Linked DNA regions of Cricetulus griseus: region 1 is linked to region 2. Evidence: chromatin contacts called from public Hi-C data. All regions are on one chromosome and are shown on one strand. The core of a region is the stretch at or near the end of the contact, and the rest is flanking DNA. Distances in the headings are between cores, read along the strand shown.

Region 1 (5,862 bases), core at 261-2,760, 380 kb after region 2:
CTGTTCAGAGTGTGTGCACCAAGAGCCAGCATCACCTGCCCACATGTCCATATCAAAATACAGAACCTAGCCCCGGCTACAGACTCACAAATCAGACCCTAAACTTGAACAAGATCCCAGGATGTACCAACATCTATCAAAGCTTGCAAAAACAAGCTGAAGATCTGACTTTGGGTCTGCACCTGCTGACATATGTCTTAGCAGAGGACAGGATGCAGATGTGGTCTGAATTCTTGACCATGAGCCAGGTTCTAGAAGCTGGAGCCTAGGATTATCCTATATTCTCATGTTGATGCTCTTGGACTTTGGGAAGATGATAAGAGAGCCAGGAGCCATTCTTAGAATCCTGTAATGTCAGGGCTGGAGAGATGGTTCAATGGTTAACAGCACTGCCTGCTCTTCCAGAGGTCCAAGCAACCACATGGTGGCTCACAACCATCTATAGAGGGATCAGATGCCCTCTTCTGGTATAAATTGGTTAGAGCATACATATAATAAAATAAATAAATAAATCTTAAAAAAAAAAGAATCCCTTAATGTCTAGCAAATGTTTTTAGCTTTATAATTACACACAGTAGGACATGGTCTTGGGTACGCAGAGATTTGCCTTTAACAAGAGTTATAATAGGCCCAAATAGGCTATTTAGGACAGTGGAGATTTGTATTAGCAATCACATGAGCCCCTGGTTAACTAAAACAAACAAACACCAACAAAAACAGAGCTGTGCATTAATTACCTTTCAGATATTGAACTTGTTTAGGACAATGCCTTTCAAATTGTGATGGCCATGGGATGAAGGGGATTATAAAACAGGTCTCTGGGGGAGTGGGGTGAAGAGATGGCTCAGCAGTTGAGAGTGTTCGGTTCCCAGCACCCATGTCAGGTGGCACACAACTGCCTGTAACTCCAGCCCCAGGAATCTGACACCATCGTCTATAGTGCACCTGAATGCACATGTACACACATACACATAAATAAAAAAATGAAATTTAAAAATTGTAAAGGGTCCCAATGATCTAGAATGGCTCCTTATCTTTGTTAAAAGGAAAAAGAGAGTCCAGAAACCAAGAGAGGTGGCTGATGCCCCATGTGGTGTTTCCTGTCAGCCCCCAGCAGCTCTGTGGTTACAGCAGCACCAACTGACAAGGACGTTGCTGGTGACAGTAGCCAGCAGGATAAACTGCCCACTCTGTGTGGTCTAAGCCGACCTCAACCCGCTGTCTCCGGAGGATGGTCTGTTGCTGTCACAGCTCTTTACACTGAGGAGAAGTGAGAAGCCTTGGCCTAAGCTTCAAGCTTCCTGCTTAAGGAACAACAGGGGCTGGGTTCCCAGCCAAGCCTCTCCAGCCCCCTTCTTCTTCACAGTCCCTCCCGATACCCAGATTCTGTCTGTCTGTCCTGCTGAAGCTGCTCAGCCATTTGGCCAAGCCATCTCAGTGACAGGCTTTGGAACTAGCTAAGTCTCAGCAGCTGCCAAGTGGACTTTGTCTCCTCTTTCTGTTTGGTGAGTTTGAGACAGAGCTGACTTTACTATCTGTGTCCAGGTTGGCTCTCCTTAGTGCTGAGCACAGGCCACAGGCACATCCTGTCCAGCCAAAGTGTATGTGTGCACCACACAGCATGCTATTTATGTAAGCCATTCCTTAGGTGCTGCACATTTTAATTTTTGAGACAGAGTCTCTCACTGGCCTGGGTTCATTTGGTTAGACTACACTGGCAGGGCATGCAGACTGGCCAATAAGCCCCGGATCTACCAATCTCTGGCTCCTCCAACTCTGGGATTACAATGTGTACCGCCATGCCAGCTTCGTACATATGTGCAGAGCATCAACCGTTTATTTTATTTTTTTAATTAAATTCCATTATCACTTAAGGTCTCTAGAATCAACAGCTTTATCTTGCTTAATACAGTATTCCTATGATCTGAGTTTCTTTAAGGTCAGGTAGAACAGTGGTCTGAAAGCTAGGGATGCACAGTTATGTACAGGAGGTGTTGTGTATAAAAAGGTACCAGTTTCCAGATACAAAGCTTAATTTTCTACTCTCTTCCAACATTGGTCTGACCAATATCTACTCAAGAGGGGTTTCCAGAGGACCCTCTTTGGGACAGAAAGTAGACCCTACCTCCATCCTGACCCATGCTGGATGATTCTCTCAGGAGTTCCAAACGTCCACAGCACCAAAAGGCCAGAAGGAAACACTGGTTCTGTGTGAGCAACAGCCCTAAGCTGGGGAACCTCAGACAACGAGCTTCCAGATTTTACCTTGTGTCAATTCCAGTCACAGTCAAAGCTTTCACGTCCTCAGGCTTGTGTCGGGGGTCAGAGTCTAGTCCAGAGGAAACGGTACATATAGGGAATGTTGATTCCCTCAAGATTTTTTGGAACGTTTTTCAGTATTCCTTTTCAAACCGTATTGGACAAAATCTATGGATCAGGTTTTTTTTGTTTTTTTGTTTTGTTTTGTTTTGTTTTGTTTTGTATTCTTTTTCCAGTTGGTGTGTTTTGCTCAATTAAGTTCAAACTTTCTTCTCCCCAGTCACATAAATCTTTATTCTAATTATATTTAATCTTAATTTTATTTCATCTTGTAAACCATGTGTTCTTTTTTGCAGTCTATTGACATAACTTCTGCTCCCATGTGGTGACAACCTTTAGCTACCGAGTTTAAAAGACGCTTAGAGTTCAAACATTTCTTGGCATTCTTCTTTGGGGGAAGGGGGAAAAGAGACTGAAGCCCACAGAGACACGCAGCCATGTGGAAAGCCATTATCTGCTGCCATTTTGATTTGAGGATCAAATGTCATGGACATTTGAAGCCTTTTCACTACATCTGAACGCGATGCAATCAGTGTCTTCCCTGAGAAGTTATCAAGAAGCAGACAGGCTACAAACGCTCAGGCATGAATAGTTCTCTTGAAAGAGCTCTCCCTGTGGTCAGCTGATAATCAACCCACTGGCCACACTGAGGCAGACTCTGCTGCCGAGGGGACACACTGTTGCCCTCCTGATAGCAGTGCATAATCCCATAAGCGCCAATGAGAGGTATGTGCCTGCTTTGCTAGAGACAATAGGCCCACAGAAAGGGACACTGTTCCCAGCAACTGAGGGAGCAAACACGATTGGCTATTCCCAGCCACCATCTATGAAGGGCCTGGCTGAGCCCCCAAGCCCTTTCTTTGTCAGGTTGCAGAGTGGGAGACTCAGCCTGCCTTCCTCTACTGCACAGCTGCCACCCACCTTCCCTGAGTAGAATTCCCCCAAAGTCCCACTAAGACTGGCCTCTCGCCTCTTGCTCTTCTAGAGATACGCCCAAGGACCCATGTACCAAAGCTGTGACCTGGGTTTCCATGGCAGGGGAGAAGCTAGATGCTCATTCTTCTCAAAGAATTCACAGTGGTACCAGCAAGAAGAATTATAGCCATTCACTGTGCACTTGCTGCTTCTGGGCACTAAGCACTTTTTAATACACTTGTGCCTTCTGCCACAAAGTCTCCAAGCAGTTCTGTGAGGCCACTGTTGTCACCCTCATGAAATAAGGCAAAACTGGTCCAACAATGGCTAATACAGCTGGTGAGCTGCAACATCTGGACACAAGGGCTGTGTCCTGGGAGGCAGAAACATGGGCTGTGGTTTTGAGCTCAGGGTGACTGACAGGGTATCAGAGCTAAATCCTCTTCAGGGCCTGACAGTAACACAAAATGCCACCTTCCATCATCTACTATACCCAAAAATAAACCTGATCTGAGTTTTCATAGCATGGACAAAGCCAAACTTTGTTCTTGGAGAAGGGGAGAAGGAATGGTTGTGTGTGAACTACTGCCAAGGGGTGGGGCTGGAACGCAGAGGGTGTGTAAATATAGATTTGGGTGCCAGTCACATAACCCATCTTTAGGGAATAAGGGGAGCTAATGTCAGGATCTTCTTGGCAAGCTGGATGTCCTTGGGGCTATCTCTAACGGTGGGCTGAGGTCAGGACTGCTCAGTTGTGCCCTTAGGCTCCTCCTTTGCTGAGTGGGGGTCTCACAGCTGAGGCTCCAGACCTTCTTGTCCCTTTGGAGAAAGACTGAGGCCTCAGGCATAGGCTGACTGCAAGGCCAAGACTGACATGGGACATGCTAAAATGACATGTCATGGGGATTTGTGGGCCTCGCTGGAGCTATTTCCTCCAGGGGGTCTTTTTATTTAGTTCCAATTGGACCCTGTGATTGGTCTCATCCCTGGGCCAGCTGGTGTCCAGGCTCCATATGTCAATGGCTAGGAAAATGCCGTGTTCCAATTGAAATACACTCTACCATCCTAAGGGTCAGACTGTAATTGCCTCTGGCTGGAAAGGGGCTTTGATTCTTTAAAATGAAGCTAGGAAGTAATTTCTCCACTTTGGATTTGCTGTAGGATGGGCCAGCATCTTCCCCATTAATTCAGACAGACACAGCTTGGAAAAGACAGGTGGGGCCTCAGAAGCCAGCAAGGCTCAAGATGGACTTAGTGTGGGAATCTTCACAACCTAGCCTTGACATGTGGTCTCAGCCTCTGACACACTCTGTAGCTAATGAGCTGCTGTCCAGCTCTTAGCAAGTCCATCCCCACACAGAAGTTCTAATAGATGGACTTTAAGGGACACAGTCCATCTGCCTCACATCATTTTTAGCATTGTATCATATGAGTATCCTCCAAGGGAAGAATTGTACTTGTACCCATTTTATAGATGGAATATAACAAGTCACGGAGAGTAAAAATATATCCACAGCTCCATAGACATAACACTACCACAATAAAGGTTGCTCTTATGCATTTTGCCCTGGGCTTTGTTTAAAGAGGTGATCACCCGTAGGCTAGTCCCTGGAAGGCAAACTCTGCTGAGGGTTCTACAGAGTCTGTCCACTTTCTTAAATAGTTCTTGTTAGAGCCTCTTTAGAGATAAGGACCAGATCAAGCACCCAGAGCTAGGGGTCAGCTGAAACCCTCTTCGAGATCCCATGGATGAGCAGCCTGAGAATGGGGAATTCAGGGCTTGGTCTACTGTGAGCTAGAAAGTGGCTATGCCAGGAGGTCTGCCTAGCTCAGACGCTGAGCTCTCCTTGCTCTCTGTGGTTCCCGAACACCTGGGACAGCCCCTCTGAATTGTAGGGCAGTCATCCCTCTTTAGTAAGTGCTCCCTGTCACTGCCCAAGCATGTGTCTAATCATTCATGAGAACTACTTGGCCAGAGAAAGACATGGTCCCCTCCCAGAGGTTTGTGCGTCTTCTAGATCGATGGTTCTCAACCATCGTTGGTCACAGCCTCTTTGGGGGTGACATATCAGACATCCTGCATATCCGATATTTACATTATGATTCATAACAGTAGCAAAATTACAGTTATAAAGTAACAATGAAAGTAATTTTACAGGTGGGGTTACCATAACATGAGGAACTCTATGAAAGGGTCGCAGCATTAGGAAGGTTGAAAATGACATGCTCTCTCCCCTAGTCCCTCGATCTCAGAACCCAACTGATATCAACCAACATTATGTCATTACTACTGTCCCTGATAATATGTTGTGCTGTTGATTGTCTGTGTACATGTGGCTATGCATGTGTGTGTAGAGGCCAAAGGTTGACATCTGCATCTCCCTCAGATACTCTCCACTTTTAAAAAAGTGTTACTACTTTTTTATTCATTATTCATAGTGTGTGTGTGTGAGTGTGCGTTCATACATATACACAGGGCATAGGATAAGGTTCAGGGGTAACAGTATAGAAAAGGTTGCCCATACAGGTCTGTTCAAATCTCAAGTCCCTGAGACTTAGATTCCTGTGCTAGTGTTGCAAGCAGACACCAAGACCTGAGTTGCATTCTGTCTCCCTAGACAGGGAAAA
Region 2 (6,238 bases), core at 1,166-3,665:
CTTAATGTTTAAGATTAACTGTTGTAGGGTACGCATATGAGTTAATGTGGTATTTGTGTTTCTGTGTCTGTTTTATTTGAATAAGAATGAATGGATTGGTTGACTTGAATATCTCTTGCTTACTTATGTAACTTCAGGGATCCTGACACTGGGAGAACAAAGAGCAATCTTTTAAATTTGACTTTGGATTCTCAAAGGAATCATATAAGACATTAGGCATGTAAAAGAAATTTGACGTTACCATATTTGAGCACTAGATGGCAGTCAATGGTGCTAAAATCAGGTCATCCTTGACTGGCCAGCTTAGGAGACACAGTCGGCTGAAAAACCAAACAGCATGCGACCCTCATCTTGATCTTCTTGACTGTTCCATTCTCTTCCTGGACTTCTCCAAAACCTCTTAAGCCTGGTTTGGAGTGCAAATCTCCAAGGCCATTCAGCACAGCTAACGATGCTAGTCTTTAGGGTTGACGTCAGAAACAAAGTAAGCCATGACTCCCCTGCCGGCCTGCAACTGAGAGAAGCCCCAGGCTGCACCTCTGCCGCTGCTTCTCTGTCAGAACAGATGCCTCTAGTAAACATTTTACTTGAATAAGAATTGATTGGGTGGGTGGATGGGTGGGTGGGTGGCGAACTGGAAACCTATCAAATAGGAGAGGATCACCATGGCATTTCTAATTCTCTCTCATCACGGGAATGAAAAATACGGAGACTGGCTGCCTCATGGGTCTCAGCAGATGGCTCACCAAACAATGTCACTGAATTTTGGGAAGCCTCGGTGACCTTCACAGCAGTTTCTTCTTCCCAGAAGCCTTCAGAAATGACTCCACCTCATGAGTCTGCTAGCCTAGTTTTCCCAAGTCAGTGCGCAACCAGGGTGGGGCCGGGAGACTGTTAGTGGCCCCTGGGTGGGTCTGGGAGAGGTGGTGGTGGCTGCCAGGGTAGGGCAGGGTGTGTCTGAACTCTGAGGCACAGGACTGGGTGACAGAGCAGGGGGAACAAAAGTTCAGGCACCGATCCACTTAGGCTCACCGCTGAGGAAGTGAATGACTAACTCCCAGATGCTCTGCGTATTCTAGGATTTACTCGTTGGATAAGAAGAGGCTCTGTGTCGCGCCAGCTCTTTGTGTCCAGCCTGAGTTTAGGAAAACAGTTTTGACCAGGTTAGCTACATCTAGCTTACAGACAGCTAGGGGCTGAGCTATGCATGGGGAGGGTGGGTAGCCAGGATCAATTGGCTATAAGGGTCTCTATAAGTCTCTTCCCAGCTTCTGGGCAACTGAAGCCAATTCCTGGAGAATGAAAAGGAGGAACCTGGTGCATCCTGGTGTGGGGACCCACAGGTTCAAAGGCTCTGAGGCTGAACCAGAGTGAATAAGCGATACACAGAACTTGGGTGTTAGTCTTATTCTAAGGACAAAGGCATTGAAGGGCTCTAAGGATGAGACCCAATCTGGTCCACAAGAGTTGCATCACTTTCAGGCTGAGAAGAAAAGGCATTGTGAGGGCATAGAGATGCATTATGAAGCTACTGCAGGAGGGGATGCCAATTGGCCAGATGTGGCTCTGGAGATGAGGAGAATGGATGGCCTCAGATCAGACCTGGATGAATTTACTGAAGAATAGATGTGAAGGTACAAGGTAAAAGAAAAGATATAGAGAGTGTAAACGAGGCCTGATTACCACTAGAATAATGTGGGTGTTATCAGGGACGACTCTGTGACACCCACTTCTGCTGGAACACCTCTATTGTTTCTGCCATCTGCCATGCAGGCTTCTCTGTGCCCAGATGCACTGAGCTCCTTTCTGCCTCAGGATCTCAGCTTAGAATGCTGGTCCCTGGTCTAACTGGACCAGAGTGATCGATGGAGGAATAGGACTTGGAGGTTAGGCTTGTCTAAGGCCAAAGCCATTGAAAGGCTCTAAGGATGAGAGTCCAGTTTTGGACAGCTGCTCTGAGGGATAGGGATGGGTTCAGTGTCACTGCAGTGTTAAACTTCCCCACAAGAGGGCGCCAACAGACTTCTTTCACAGGGCTCCACCTTAAACCTCACTGCCCAGCTGTGTGTACATATGGTCATGTTTGTGGGGCCTTTCGTGTTTGCCCTTACAGTTTAAAAGAGTGTTTTTCTATTGCTCCAAGATGGGGATGGAAGAAAGTGGCACCCACAGGGACCCTGTTTTTCCTGGTACCTGGCACCCTGTACTCTGCTGTGCTGGGCTGATTTTTTTGTCTCCACTGACCTTTGAATTAAGGGAACACACATTAATATTTCCTTGATCTTAACACTGCGCTTGGCAATGACCCCAAAGATTTCTCAGCCAACTGGGTAAATTTAAGGTTAGAAGATTGAAAAGGCTGGTCAGGGTTTAGCACAATAAAAGGAGAGGCGGGTTGGTCATTAACTTAGCTCTAATTAGAGGTAGCTGTGGCACACCGGGGAGGGGGCGGGGGCGGGAGGGCATCTTTGGAAGATGGGTGTAAGTCCTGGCTCTGGCAGTTTCTAGCTGAGTGTGGTGTCTGCCTGTCTCCGCTGAACTCACTATGTCGGCAGCAAGCAGGGCACACTGAGGGCAGTGGTGAAATGGAGTGTGGTTCTAACTGCCGTCAGCATGGCTGCTTGAGAGCCCCACACACACCCTTGCACTGACAGTGGCCCCTGTGCAATATGGAGTTGAGAGGGGACCATGGGAGCAGCTGAGTGTTTTCCTTAAATAAGGGTGAGGACCAGGAGTCAATGCTGGGAGCTGGGAAAGGAGCCAGGGAACCGAGAACAAGATGGGGCACAGTAGAAGGGAAGAGTAAGTAGAGGGGTGACCCGGAAGGATTATCCATCTGGGATAACTACTCCCTGCCTCAGGCTCAGGCATGGTAACTGCTGGGGATAGACCTCTTTCCAATTATTTTGATACAATATATTTTGATCATATTTCCCCTCCCCCAGCTCCCCCACCTCCCAATCGATCCACCTTTAAGCCCCTGCCCCTGTGTGGAGGCCAGGACTCAATCCCCAGTGGTAGCTTAGGTGCTATCCACCTTGTTTTTTGAGACAGGGTTTCTTTCTTGGTCCGAAGCTCCCTAATTTGGCTGGGGTGGCCGGCCAGTGAGCCCTAAGCATCTCCCTGTCTGCCCCTCCCAGCACTGGGGTTAGAAAGGCATGCCTCCACATCCAGATGTGAGGTGGGTGCTAGGACAGTAGGCACCTCACCCAGCCGAACTATCACCCCATTACTCTGCCTTGCTGTTACTGTCATGGCTGTTTCTGTGGTGGTGATGTTTCTTTGTGTGCTGCAGTTTTCACTGTGAGCCCCTAGAGTGGGGAATTTATAGGGCTAGCTTGAAGGTACAGTCCTACACAGAGATTGAAACCACTTCTGCCAGACATCATGACATAGGGACAACAGCCAGGCCCCACTTGTTTTGTTTTAACTGACCGTCTCGGGGGTTTTGAGGCCATGCTTAGCTTCGTGTTACTTCTCAGTCCCAAACCATGAATGCTTGGCTTTGAAACCTCAAGAGCTTTCTTCCTCCACCAAGCCCAAATCAAAGCAGACATGGAGTTTTATTCCCTTTCTCCTTGATCACCCTTTTTCTGGGGGCATAGCTACTCCTGAGGACTGTTTTATGTAGAGGCATCACCAACACAATTCTGTACCCTGCCTGGGTAAGGAGATCAATGAGGAGTGGCAACCTTTTCTACCCAGCAAATTCTATGGCCTAACAGTTCCATGCCATGCAAAGGCATAAAACGCCTCAGTGTTTGCCAGTTTCCTCACACATGTACGCTTGAATCTGTCTTCGTGCTGGCATGGCTCTCCTGCCTTAAAGTCTGTGCTATGCATTGGAAAGAGTGTTTCAAAAGATATCCTTCTTATGTGTCTGCGTTTAATAGGCTAAGAATTGTCCTGGAGAAATGGCTCCGTGGTTAAGAGCACTGGCTGCTCTTCCAGAGGTCTCAGGTTCAATTCCCAGCATCCACATGGCAGCTCACAATTGTCTGTAACTCCAGTTCCAGGGCTTCTGACACCTTCACACAGATATACATGCAGGAAAAATACAAATCCACATAAAATAAAATAAAATTTTAAAAAGTCCCTTTCATAGGCTAAGAATTTGGAGACAGCTTCACTCAGGAACCCATAAGACATTTGCATCTTATTCCCCTCCCACATCCACCGAATCAGAACCTGCAGCTTTCCCAGTGCCCTGGGACTCACCTGTGTAGCAAAGCACAGGTTTGTCTTTCACAAGATCCAGAACAGGAAGGGGGTAAGAGTCTGAGTGATGCGTGAGGATGGGACCAAACAATACTTGTTCTTTCTTCCACCGGCTTCTCTCTGGGTCCAGTTGCTCATAGAGAAAGATGAGATCCATTTTGGCACCTCTGTCAGCTCTTGCCTTTCAGTCCATCAGACAGCACAATTGACAAGAGTCAGCTCTGGGTGGGTCTTGAGTCAGGCATGGCCACCAGGAAGTGGGCTCAGAGGTGCTAGTGCTGTTCTGCCTGGAGCTTTCATGGTGCCCTTGTACCTACTGAGCCTTCTCCTGCCACCAGCTTCCCTTACGCCACCCCCCCTGCTGCCAGTCTGTGTGATTGCCTTAGATTCATGCTGAGAGCAGAAGATGCACCAACCCTGGGTCCCATCACTGCCCATCCTAACTCTCAAGGAAAGTAAGGCACACCCTGGTCCCCCAGGCTGGGTGTACTCTCAAAGCCTTCAGCTTCTCGCCATTAAGGATCTAAATAAACTTCCTCAGAGCCAGAGGCAGGACTAGACTTCCTTTGGTGTTGTAAAAATTTCTGACTGGTATTGTTTTCATCCCTAGTGTGGAAGGCATCTGTAAGTGTCCACAATGGCATAGCTAAAGAGAGAGGAAGTTGTCCTTCTATATACAAAGTCTACTAAGCCTACTTCTCTGGAAAGAAAGGGAATGGAGGAAGCCATCTGGAGTCTGGCTTCCAGAACTATAAAATTACATAAGATTGCTTTAAATTCCCAAGAAAAATGTCCCACCGTCCTGCTCCTCACACAAGGTTCATTTCGTACTCAGAATCCCTGCCCCGATGAAGTATGGCAGCTTCTTGCAGCATGCTCACACAAGCTGCACCAGGAAAGAACCGGGCTAATGTCCCATGAACCTCATGCTGTTCCATAGTGCCCCAGCACAGAGGAGAGGAGAGATGATGATAGAAAGACTAAGGGAGGCACAAGGCTTGGGGAGGAGGATCCTGGTAATGCATAGGAAGCCTGCTGTCTCAGCTGAGCAGCTAGTCAATGGAGAGTTTGGTGACAATGCAGGTAATCATGACACCACAATCCATTTTCTAGCCAGTCCTCAGCACTTGAGGAAGTGCTTAGCAAATAAATAAGCACTAAAAAAATAAATGTTTGAAAATGAAGGAATCTTGGCATGTGAAGATTACTTGGGTACCTATGATAGGCAAAGGTTTTCTGTGTGTCACATGTAGTCTCACGGCACCAAAGAGGTCTACATTTGTTTTACTGATAGCCGTACTAAAGTTCAGAGAGCCTGAATTTCTCAGTCACAGGGTAAATGAGCTGTTGACAAAAGGTTTAAAGGTCTTTCCCTCCCTCTAAGTTGGAGGATTTAGTCTTGGATCATGTTGACTCAGAGCTGACACCATTGCCAGTGGCTCTGAAGACAGTGGGTGAGAATTACTCGGAGATGAATGATGGCTGGAGATGGGGTAGTAACCTTTAGCAAGTGACCATGGTGTGAAGCCTGGAGCTCCTCAATACCCATGCTGTCACCTCATCAGAAAATCCCAAAGAAATGCCTTCCTGGGGTGGCTGGCACGATGACCTCTGAGTGTCCTTTGGCCTCTGTTGGGTCCCATGCTTCCATTTTCCATAATTAAGTGGTACACAAATGTGGTCAAGCCAGTAGATCCTAATCTTTACTTTCATCTGTGGAGGGGACCCTGAAATAAATGGAACCCACTGAGATTGACAACTGAGTATCAAAGGTCTGCTCAACCCACTGAGATTGGCAACTGAATGTCAAAGGTCTGCTCCTCTAAAACCCCATCTTCTCATCAAGCAATCTGAGCTCAGAACCGTGAATGCTCTGACCTATGCTTGGAAAGGAAATGATGTGTTTGGCCTTTGCTCTGCATGGTGAGTTGAGCCAGCATTCACTAGCCTGAAGCTCAGCCTCCTCCATTTCATGCTAGAACCTTCTCAAGCTGGAATGTCAAAAGTCACAACTGACAAG

What was found. A called contact is a pair of places that touch in the nucleus more often than the background predicts.
Region 1: a Hi-C map of the CHK-Q cell line shows a contact between it and region 2, with 6 times the contacts expected there. The contact joins two enhancer-like sites. A contact is called at or near these places in 5 of 8 Hi-C or Micro-C datasets (the CHK-Q cell line, the CHL-YN cell line, the CHO-K1 cell line and 1 more).

What each region holds. Positions count from the first base shown.
Region 1 is chr3:146,132,276-146,138,137 of CriGri-PICRH-1.0, forward strand. No RefSeq gene overlaps it. Among named protein-coding and RNA genes, the nearest start is that of Nav2, 140 kb to the right of the region's middle. Within about 2 kb of position 1,511, at least 1 of the 6 cell types and tissues checked has open chromatin away from gene starts, as enhancers often do.
Region 2 is chr3:145,753,071-145,759,308 of CriGri-PICRH-1.0, forward strand. No RefSeq gene overlaps it. Among named protein-coding and RNA genes, the nearest start is that of Zdhhc13, 35 kb to the right of the region's middle. Within about 2 kb of position 2,416, at least 1 of the 6 cell types and tissues checked has open chromatin away from gene starts, as enhancers often do.